Regions from separate parts of the Mus musculus genome. Here region 2 is linked to region 1. A link is a contact called in public Hi-C data. All regions are on one chromosome and are shown on one strand. The core of a region is the stretch at or near the end of the contact, and the rest is flanking DNA. Distances in the headings are between cores, read along the strand shown.

Region 1 (4,803 bases), core at 544-3,043:
AGCCTGGCGCTTCTGAATCTTAGGAGACATGCAAATCCAACATTGACTATTTGCTGATATTAAACTGTTGGGCTCAAGAGGATGCCAGTGAGAGAAGGGATAAAGATGACAGCAAGAACACAAGTCATCGATTGGTAGAGTCCGGAAGTGCTCCCTGAGGACAAGGAAGCCGTGATTGTTTTGACATCAGGTTTGGCTCTGAGCGGAAGCAGAAGCAGGCACTCACAAGGAAGTGGAGGCTTTTTTTCTACCTGAGTGAAGCATCTGGTGAGGAAGTGACTCCATTTCCTTCTTATCGTTTGGCTGAGCAGGATTTCCTCTGCAGCCACATGTGCTAACTGGGCCCTGAGGGTTCCCTCTGAAGAAAAGGCTAGCTTTGTCAGTGGCTTGCTTCCCTGTGACTTTGCTTCTTGAGCCTTCCCTATTCTCCCAAAATACTGAATTCAGGTCTGAGGGAAAAGGAAAGGAAAAAAACAGCGTGTGAACACCGAGCTGAAGTCCACACAGCTGCCTGGCCTCAGGCGGTAGAGGAACGCATTGGCGAGGCATGAGAAGTGCCACTCTTCTTCCTCAGAGTCGCCACTGCTCAGTCAATGCAACTCAATCTTGGAGAGGCTCTGGGCCTGGAAGGCAGGGCTCTTTGAAGCATAGGCCAAAGACATGCATACAAGGAAACCTAATCTAAGCATCATTTGGTTGTAACTTGAAACCTGCTGGACAAATGACAAGAGATGAAAAGCCCAAATACAAAAAACAATAAAACTGCCTGCAATGGGTTGGGCCAGAGAAGTTTGGAAGATATTTTGTTATGAAAATCTAGGTAGGATGCAAATGAACGGGTGGATCTCAGGAGCCAAAGAGGGCACAAGATGAGAAATGTGAAGACCACCTCATTTCTTGAGCAGAACAGTTTGAAAGTAACTTACAAAGGTATCTGTGAGGTACTAGAGATCATGCAGCCAAAAGGCTGGTCAAAGGATACCAGGTCCAAGGGTGTTCTCAGACATATCCAGTTGCTACAGGAGTCTCACACCCCAGACATGGCCAAAGCCCTGGGCAGGAACTTGAAGGGTTCCTTGGCTCACCCACCACTTGACTTGCCTGGGTGAGAAACGACCCGGGGAGAAGCACAGATACAAGCTTGTGATGTGCACCAGCTCTGCAGATGCTGCAGGAAGAACAACCCATCCAGCTGTGGTTCAGGTCCCTCATGCATGGGGAGGTATGAAAGGCACACATGGAAATGGGTATAGAGTTACAGCTATGTCCTTCCATTCACCAAGTTAATCACAAAAGAGACTGAAGGCTCCATCTGTACCCAGCCTTGGCATCTCATCGTCAGCCTGCTTGTTCATTTCGACACCAATCATGATTTTGTGGAAGGCACTAAGAAGACTTTAAATATGATTTGTCTCTATCGTATAGTTTTTTGGTAATATTCTAAAAATTCAGGGTAGCTTTCCACTCAAAGCTTTTGGTGCATGTAGGCCTACTGACCCTGCAGAGTCTTGGCCAGGAGACTTACAACATGCTGCAGGGCCTCAGTGGAAGGCACTGGTGCCAGTTGTCTTGTTAGTGTGCTAAGTTACCTGACTGGAACAGAGAATGGATTTCTTTGGACTCATGAGTTGGGGAATGCTGTCCATCATGACAGGGAAGCCATGGTGGCAGGAGTGTGAAGCTGCTTGCTAACAGGCTGGCAGAGCAAGAGGCAGAGCAAGGCACCGAGTGGGCTGGAGGCCCGTCTCCACTCCTGATAAGCCCTACCTCTTAAAGGTTCTACAACCTCCCAAAACAGCACCACCCACTGGAGACAAAATGCTCCAACAAATGAGTTTCTGTGGGCTGTTTTACATTTAAACCAGAGTAGCCTTTTTTAGGGTGTTTCACCCACTCTGCCCACTGTAGCCTGCGTCCTAGTGGCCCTGGAAAAGGCTCTCCATTTCCCTTTCTGCATTCAGCTTTGGCCAGAGCCCTTCCTGGAATGCGATCATTTCTAGCTTTGGATTTACAACATGTTATTATTTGGGGGAGAATATCAGTTTACGTTATTGTACTATTTAAGAAAGTATGATGTGCATGAATCTTACTACAATTAGGTCATAAAAAGATAGCTAGCCAAGCTGAAAAATAGGCAAAGACTTTGAATGGACTAAATGACCCTGATGTGACCAATAAGAACATGAAAATATACTTAATATTATAAGTTGTTAGGGAACTGCTGTGGAAACTATAGTGAGCTGGCACTTTAGAACTCCTAAGATGACTGTAATTCCTAAAATGGACAGTAACAAGTGTTGATGAGGGTGTAGAGTGTTGGAGCCTTAACACAGTGGCACTGGGAATATAAAAGGCAATAGCCACGGAAGGAAACAGTTTGATGGATCTTTAAATAGTGAGCTACTGCATGAACCAAGAGTTTAGTATATAATCAATATAATTGAAAGCATATGCTCATATAAAAACTGTACATGAATATTCACGTCAGCATTATTTGAAATAGCCAAAGAGAAGAAATAGTCCAGCTATCTGCTAACTGATCAATAGACAAAATATCCTGGGCCTACACACTGCAATATTATTTATCCATAAAGGAATGAGGCTCTGCTATGTACTATATGCTGGGTGAACCTTGAAGCAAAAGCTAAACATGAAAGGATTAACATAAAGGTTCAAGTGCAGCATAATTCCTTTTATAGGAAATGTCCCAAAGGGTACGTTTTAGAGACAGAAATCAGATGAATTGTTGTCAGGAGTTGGAGAGAGGGAGGACTATGGAATAACTGTCAATGTGTACAGAAGTCCTTTTAGATTGATAAAAAAAATGTGTTCTGGAATTAGTGTAATAGTTGTAACACCTTTTGAATATTCTAAAAAAAAATGAATTGCTCATAGCAAGTGGAATTTCCTGGCATGTGAACTATATTTAAAAACCTGTCTTTCTTACAATCCATGAGGGGGATAGTTAACAATTTTACACTCTATGCAATTGGACAGGGTGTCTGATTCTCTAGCTCTGCTCCCAGTGGTTTGTGGGCTAGGGAGATTCCTTTCATTCTGACTGTCTCCCCCAGTGTTATCCAAGCTAACTGTGGTAGGATGCTTCATTCAACAGACTTATTCTGGGTGAGGATTCAGGCCAGCTGAGCATTCTTCGATATGAGGTGAGAGGCTCAGATTTGTGCAGGCCTTACATTCCCTTCCTCTGCAAACTGTTGCACTACTTGGATATGCACAGTCAAGATCTTCTCTGTTTCTCATGCATCCTTGGGGATATGGCTTGGGATGTGCTGGTGCATGCCAGAATATATGTCAGTATAACGTTGCAGGCAGTAACCTCCAGACTCCTCTCAGAGTGGTCCATCTGCATTGCACTCTGCTTCCACAGGCCCCTGCTCCTCTCAGAGCTCCCTGGGCTCAGGCCCCTCTGCTAGGGCCTCTGACCTTTTGGTGTGGGAGAAGGCCCTGTCTCCAGTGATTCTCTGAGCTCTTCTCCAGCCTCCCCACACCCTATGTTTCTATAGGGGACCTAGTGTACCATTTCTTTGTTTTCAAGAGACGGGGTTTTACTATGTTAGGAGGTTGGTCTCAAGTCAGGTCAAGTGGTCCTTCCACCCCAGTACCCCAAGTAGCTGTGATCACAGGCATTCACTATTGTGCCTGGCCTTCATGCTAATTTTAATTATTGTGCCTCAGACTGGGAGAAAAGTGTGAAACTCTGCTTGTCCTGGGTGCCAGATGGGATTCTCCGTGCCTCATGTGCAGTTTAGCATTTTGATAGACCCACCACTGACTTTCCTGGGATCTGTGGCTACTGTGTGCTCACTCACCTCCTTGTCTCTTGGCATCATCCCACAAGCCCCAGTGTCTACCTTTGTATATGAGAGTGACCGCAAGCGCTGCTGATACTCCACAGAACCAGTGGCAGCTGGAAACACTCACCCTGTAGGTCATTTCTTGGGCCACACATGCAGTGTTCCACTGTACCCGCCATGGGGCCTGTGAACACGTGGCATGGCCTAGCATGTCACTGCAAGAGTTAATTCATGAAAATATGCCAAAAATGGGAACTGAAAGCGCATGCTTATGAAGTTCTGCAGCTTGGCCTAATCACTGTCATCAGTATACCGCTGCTGGGGAGAGAGGCAGGGACAAGAGGGGGCTCTTCACTGATTAAACAGGGAGGACCAGAGCTGGGAGCCAAATGTTTGATTTTTCACGTGTTTAAATCAGCAAGTGTTGACTGAGGATGGTGGGAGGAGGTACAAAGCACCCGAGTTTCCTAATGGGGATTTGCTGAAAATGAGTTCAACCCTGGGATGGGATACGTTCCAGTAAGGAGCTTAAAGGAGACGCTCTTCCCATAGGGGACATTTGCTAGGCACTGGCAGCTCCCAGCCATACCTGGCCTGCAAGTGTCTCTTAAGACTGGATGTCTCTTCTGGAAATTCCACACCATATTGGCTCCATAACGCTTTCATGGAAGACCTATAGCACCTGGAACATCTGTCCCAGACCAGCTGTGGCTTTCACAGGATGGGCTCTTCCTACAGGTTTTGGTCTAGGACAAATAAGTCTCACACTCTTCTGAAAGCCTAATAGCCCACTCCAAAGTATCCCTTAAGACATAACAAGTCTCAACCTACTCCCAGCCTCCTACTCTGCAGCCCAGGGAACCATTCATTCACTCTGTGACGGTCAAAATGACCAAGATGGCCCATCAATCCAGCCATCAGTAAAAAGAAGGGTGATTACGTCTTCTCTGTCTCAGTCAGGGGCTGATACACGGTGGTAAACTCAGTG
Region 2 (4,650 bases), core at 1,700-4,199, 51 kb after region 1:
TTTTTTTTTTTTTTTTTGTTAAATGAACCAAAGAATCTTTCAGGAAAACCACTCAAGAAATATGTGGGAGTTAGAGGAAATCAATGCACAGCTTGTTTAAAAACTGCTCTCTGAGGCTTAGAGATATTTAGAATATATGCCTTAAAAGGCTCATTTATGGAGAAAGTTTATCTGTGGAGGTTCTGAAGTAAGAAGAAGCTACACAAAGAATCGATATTAATTAAATATTGATGAAGGGTGGGGGAGTCTGGTTGTGTTATTTAGTCCCTGGGTTACCCAAAGGGGCTTCTTGACTAAGAAGACTGCCCACACTAGAGGAAAGGACACACGGTGTGCTCATTTCTCTCCCTTGATGGTCCTCTTGGCTTTGCAATGGGAAGATCAAAGCCAAGAGAGGGTATGGAAAAGTAATGCAAGCCACTCACTGTGTGTGGTTAATATGCTTAGTTAACTTAGGAGGCATGGCCTTTTATCATGTGGGAAGAAGTACAAAAGCCTCTAGACACAATGTTTGTTACTTGAAAATAAATTTAAAATTTTTAATTTAAAAAAGAAGCCTACCATGAAGGCCAAGGGCTAAAAACCATCTCCGATTCCTAACAACTGTGAGCATCCTAGATGGGTGGGTTTTCTGGCTTGAATTTCTCAGATTCTTGTATCTCAATTTTGTCCTGCACCTTACTTTCCCTTTAGAATTATAAACAAGAAATGTCACTATTTTAGCATCATGATCAGATATCTTTGACTGCATTTAGCCACCAGAAGTAGCAAATTTCCTTTGAACTTATCTTCTGCCCATATTTTGATTTCTTAGAACAGAAAATAGAATAGAATAGAATGTACTGGTGAGACAAAAATCATGTTTTCCTGAAACAGTAAGAAACCATGTCGTGTTGACACATGACTGTCAAACACTGTGTAGAAGCAGATTCCAGGGTCCTCAGGAGGATGCTGACATGGCTAGAACCTGCCCTTCAGTGTCCTTGTCACCTTCTCAGGCTGGATGTTCTCAGCTGCCTGTCCTACAATGGGCATTCTCAGAACACCCACTTCTCAAACCATTTTCCATGTTCCTGCTAGTGATGATTTTAGGACCAGTGTGACTCAAGAACTCCCAAGGTGGCTCTTGCTGTCATCTTCTGCTGTAGCCCTGCAACCCGGTGTCAACCACTGAGTTTTCAGGAGTGGCAGCTTTAGTGCAATAACATCTGGAGGTGTCAGACATGTCTACAGTTAGTTTTTTGTATCTTCACAGATAGCAATTCAGGGAGAATATCAAAGAGAAGGAAGGAGGTGGGAAGTAGGAAGGGAGGAGCAGAAGGAAAGAATAGAAGAAAATCTTTTGATAAGATAATGTAATATTCAACCTCCTATCCTTATGAATGTCAAATCATCATCAAATATTTTAAATGCAGATGAAAATCATTTTAATGAGACTGGAGAGGTGGGGTATATACCCAGGGAAAGCATTATTTTGTTGGCAAAGCAGATGGCGGGTAGAGGAGAAATATTAAACCAGGGAAAGCCTTGGGTTAAGCAAGGCTGTCCATTGGGTTGGGATTTTCTCCATGGAAAATCTTAAAGTGCTTAGTATAATATTGCTTCAAAGGTAGATTCCATTGGATCTTTTAGGTTATTTGGACTTTATTTTGTAAGAAGTTATGTTTGCTTTCGTAGCTCAATAAAGTAGCTGCAAGTCGAAGGAGAGAACTCAGGTGCTGTAAGAAGAGGGCTTTAAGTCACTAGGAGAGAGTGTGTGTGCTAACAAAAGGAAGGCCAGACAAAGCAAGGCAGCCACGTACTCATACCCACCACACACACACACTCCACATACACACCTACACACACACATACATACACACAAGCACACACACATACTCACACACTACATAATCACTCATACTATAACACACTATACACACATCCTACACATGCCCATACTACACATAAATGTATACACTAAACCTGCATCACACACATCTCCACACATACCCTCTACACTTACACTACAACACATTACACACATCCTACACATACCTACAATATGCACAAATGTATATACTATACACATATCACACACCCTCACACATAAACATACTACGCACACACTGCCATAGTCCACACAAACACTACACACACTCACACTGCAACACACTACAATCACCCCCTATACAGATCCACACTGCACACAAATGTACACATTACATACACATCACACATACAGTCACATACTCTAGTCATACACACCACACATCTCACACACACACACACATCACACACACAGACACACACACACACACCTTTGAAGTAGGCAGAACCACACCTAAGCTTTAAGGATTCTGAGCGTCTGAACACACACATCTTACTGTTTTCAGACTCTTCCTGTTTTGTTTGCTGGAGTTTATTTTTGCCTTCACTCTGCAGAAAGCCTCACAGATAGGCTGGGTGATTTTGTTGTGTAGAAACCTCACCTCCTTAAATTCTCAGAATGCAGGCAGACACCACTACCGGTGTTCTTAGAGTTAGAGTCACACAACTCCTCGCACCAAACAGCAAAACCAAACCCACACTGCGTTAGGATCCCTGCCTTTATTTCCATGCAGCTTTTTCTTTATGACACAGGAAACCAGATAGGAGGCACCAGTGAAGATACCAAACAGTGGGCTACTAAAATGTTCTCTGCAACACGTATAGCAGTTAAGTGACAGATTCATCCTCAAAGGTATGATATCATCTGACCCTTTACAAACCTTGCATCAGACAGGAAGATTCTAGACACTTTTGTCACTTGTTAAAATTGATTCGGGACAATAAATTCTGACAAACATAATTTTTAAGGGACTTATAAAAATGTATTCTCATCTTTCTCGGTAGCATGATAGCCAAAGGCTAAAAATGACAGAGATAGGATGTTGAGTCACGTGATGGCTGTCATATAAGACTGGGGAGCTTGCTGCAAGGTGTGCCTGGATGGACCAGGCATCTTCTGTTAGCTGCACAAAGAACTGGTGCCGCAGAGGAGAACACTCAGAGGGGTAAGGGCTGTTCTTTCTGAAGATCTTTGGTTCCACTGCTACACTGATACCCAGTTGACTACAGTATACTAACAGACCATTGTTAGCTTCATGCAGAATTTTCTTTCCCAAGCTGCTTACATCTTGAGCATGTAACAAGTTATTGTAAGAAAAGCCTACATTTTCATCCAACACTGACATTAAGACTTACTTAATATAACTAGAATGTTTGGAAACTCAGATTCCCGAAAGTCAGTTGAACCTCACAAACCTCTCTATGCCCACCACCCCAAAGATCTACATGGGTGAATGATAACCAATATATATATATATAACTGAATGAAAGAGACTATTACACATACTGTCAAAGAAGGCATGGCTTTGAAATAGGGTTTATTACACAGATAATTAAAGGCCAAGTGTGGTGCCATGTCCCTTTAATCCCAGGACTCTGGATACAGAGGCAGGTGGATCTCTGAGTGTAAGGTCAGCCAGCGCTACATTCAACAACAACCACAAATTTATTTAGTTGGTTAGTTGGCTTTCTGCTACTCTAACGAATGCCACAAATAAATGAATTTAGTTAGGAGGGAAGGTTTATTTTAGCCCATAGTTCTTTGGCCCATTTCTTTGGAACTGTGGCATCTCAGTACTCTATATGAAGGGAGGTCTGTTCACCTATGGTGATGAGGAAACAAGGAAATGAAGAGGATCCATTAGGGGTTCCAATATCCTATCCAAGGACACATCCCACCGACATATCTTCCTCATACTATATACCCCAAATTCTAAAGGTCTTACCATCTCCCAATAGTGCCACAGGCTGGTGACCAAGCCTTCAACTCGGGCTTTGAGCGGGGGAGGGATCACTATATCAGCATATTCCCTCACTTAATGGATCAAATGCTGACTGCGTAAGTCTATAAAAGCTAGCTTTACTAGAATTCACAGCCTGGTTGTGGAGAAGACACCCTGAGACCATAACTAAACTGTTTGAGTCTCAGTTTACTTGTATGTGAAATAGAGAGACTTGGCAAATCATTTCCAAAGTTACTTTCAGCCCCATCATTCTATGACTAAATATTAATGTGGGCTCTGCCCTGTAAAAGACACTCTGCTAGATGCCATGCAGCAAACGAACAAGCAGAGACACGATCCAAACCGTGCCTCTTCCTGTTTATGGTGTCATTGCTTGGCTGCATTTCCAAACGGCCATCATAGCTACTTTGATTTGGTCTCAAGTTTCTCTTTAAATGTATGCCTCTCTTTGATGTTTAGAGATTCTTAGTCAAGTGGAGCTTGTGCCTATTTGAGTGAGCTCTGCCAGTCCGTCCCTATCTTTACCTTTGCCTTGCATTTCCTCTGCTGACAGGGTTTGTTTTCTTGGCACCAAACACCAGTGAGCAGCTTTGCAGTAAGGAGTAGGTATGCCCAAGCTGCCCTCTTTTTTTTTAAGGTCCAGATCCATATAGTTTCCTCTGCTCCCCAAACTGGGTCCTTTTCCCTCTCTTCTCTCTCAAGAACCAGCATGTTGGCCCACAGCCTACAGCCTGCATGAGCGACCTGTTTTAAAATCTGTGCATGTCGGACCTGTCAACATCCAGGCTCGGGAAAACAGACTGCCCTTGAGCAGAGC

The links. A called contact is a pair of places that touch in the nucleus more often than the background predicts.
Region 2: a contact with region 1 is called in a Hi-C map of CD8 T cells, with 1.7 times the contacts expected there. The contact joins two enhancer-like sites. A contact is called at or near these places in 5 of 39 promoter capture datasets (the 3T3-L1 cell line, the C10 cell line, embryonic stem cells and 2 more), 3 of 15 datasets of contacts at CTCF or cohesin (CD8 T cells, the NIH/3T3 cell line and large pre-B cells), 33 of 484 Hi-C or Micro-C datasets (the AML12 cell line, B cells, the C2C12 cell line and 17 more), 7 of 115 datasets of contacts at active chromatin or transcription factors (the 230-238 cell line, CD8 T cells, Th17 cells and 3 more) and 2 of 9 other capture datasets (adipose tissue and liver).

The regions. Positions count from the first base shown.
Region 1 is chr1:106,548,993-106,553,795 of GRCm38.p6, forward strand. All of the region lies in intron 1 of Bcl2 (B cell leukemia/lymphoma 2), which reads right to left. Among named protein-coding and RNA genes, the nearest start is that of Mir3473f, 4.8 kb to the left of the region's middle. Within about 2 kb of position 1,794, at least 4 of the 459 cell types and tissues checked have an H3K27ac peak or open chromatin away from gene starts, as enhancers often do. A contact at or near this core is called in CD8 T cells and regulatory T cells, where this site is marked.
Region 2 is chr1:106,598,527-106,603,176 of GRCm38.p6, forward strand. The region is part of intron 1 of Bcl2 (B cell leukemia/lymphoma 2); the gene reads right to left. Among named protein-coding and RNA genes, the nearest start is that of Gm37053, 14 kb to the right of the region's middle. Within about 2 kb of position 2,950, at least 47 of the 459 cell types and tissues checked have an H3K27ac peak or open chromatin away from gene starts, as enhancers often do. A contact at or near this core is called in CD8 T cells and regulatory T cells, where this site is marked.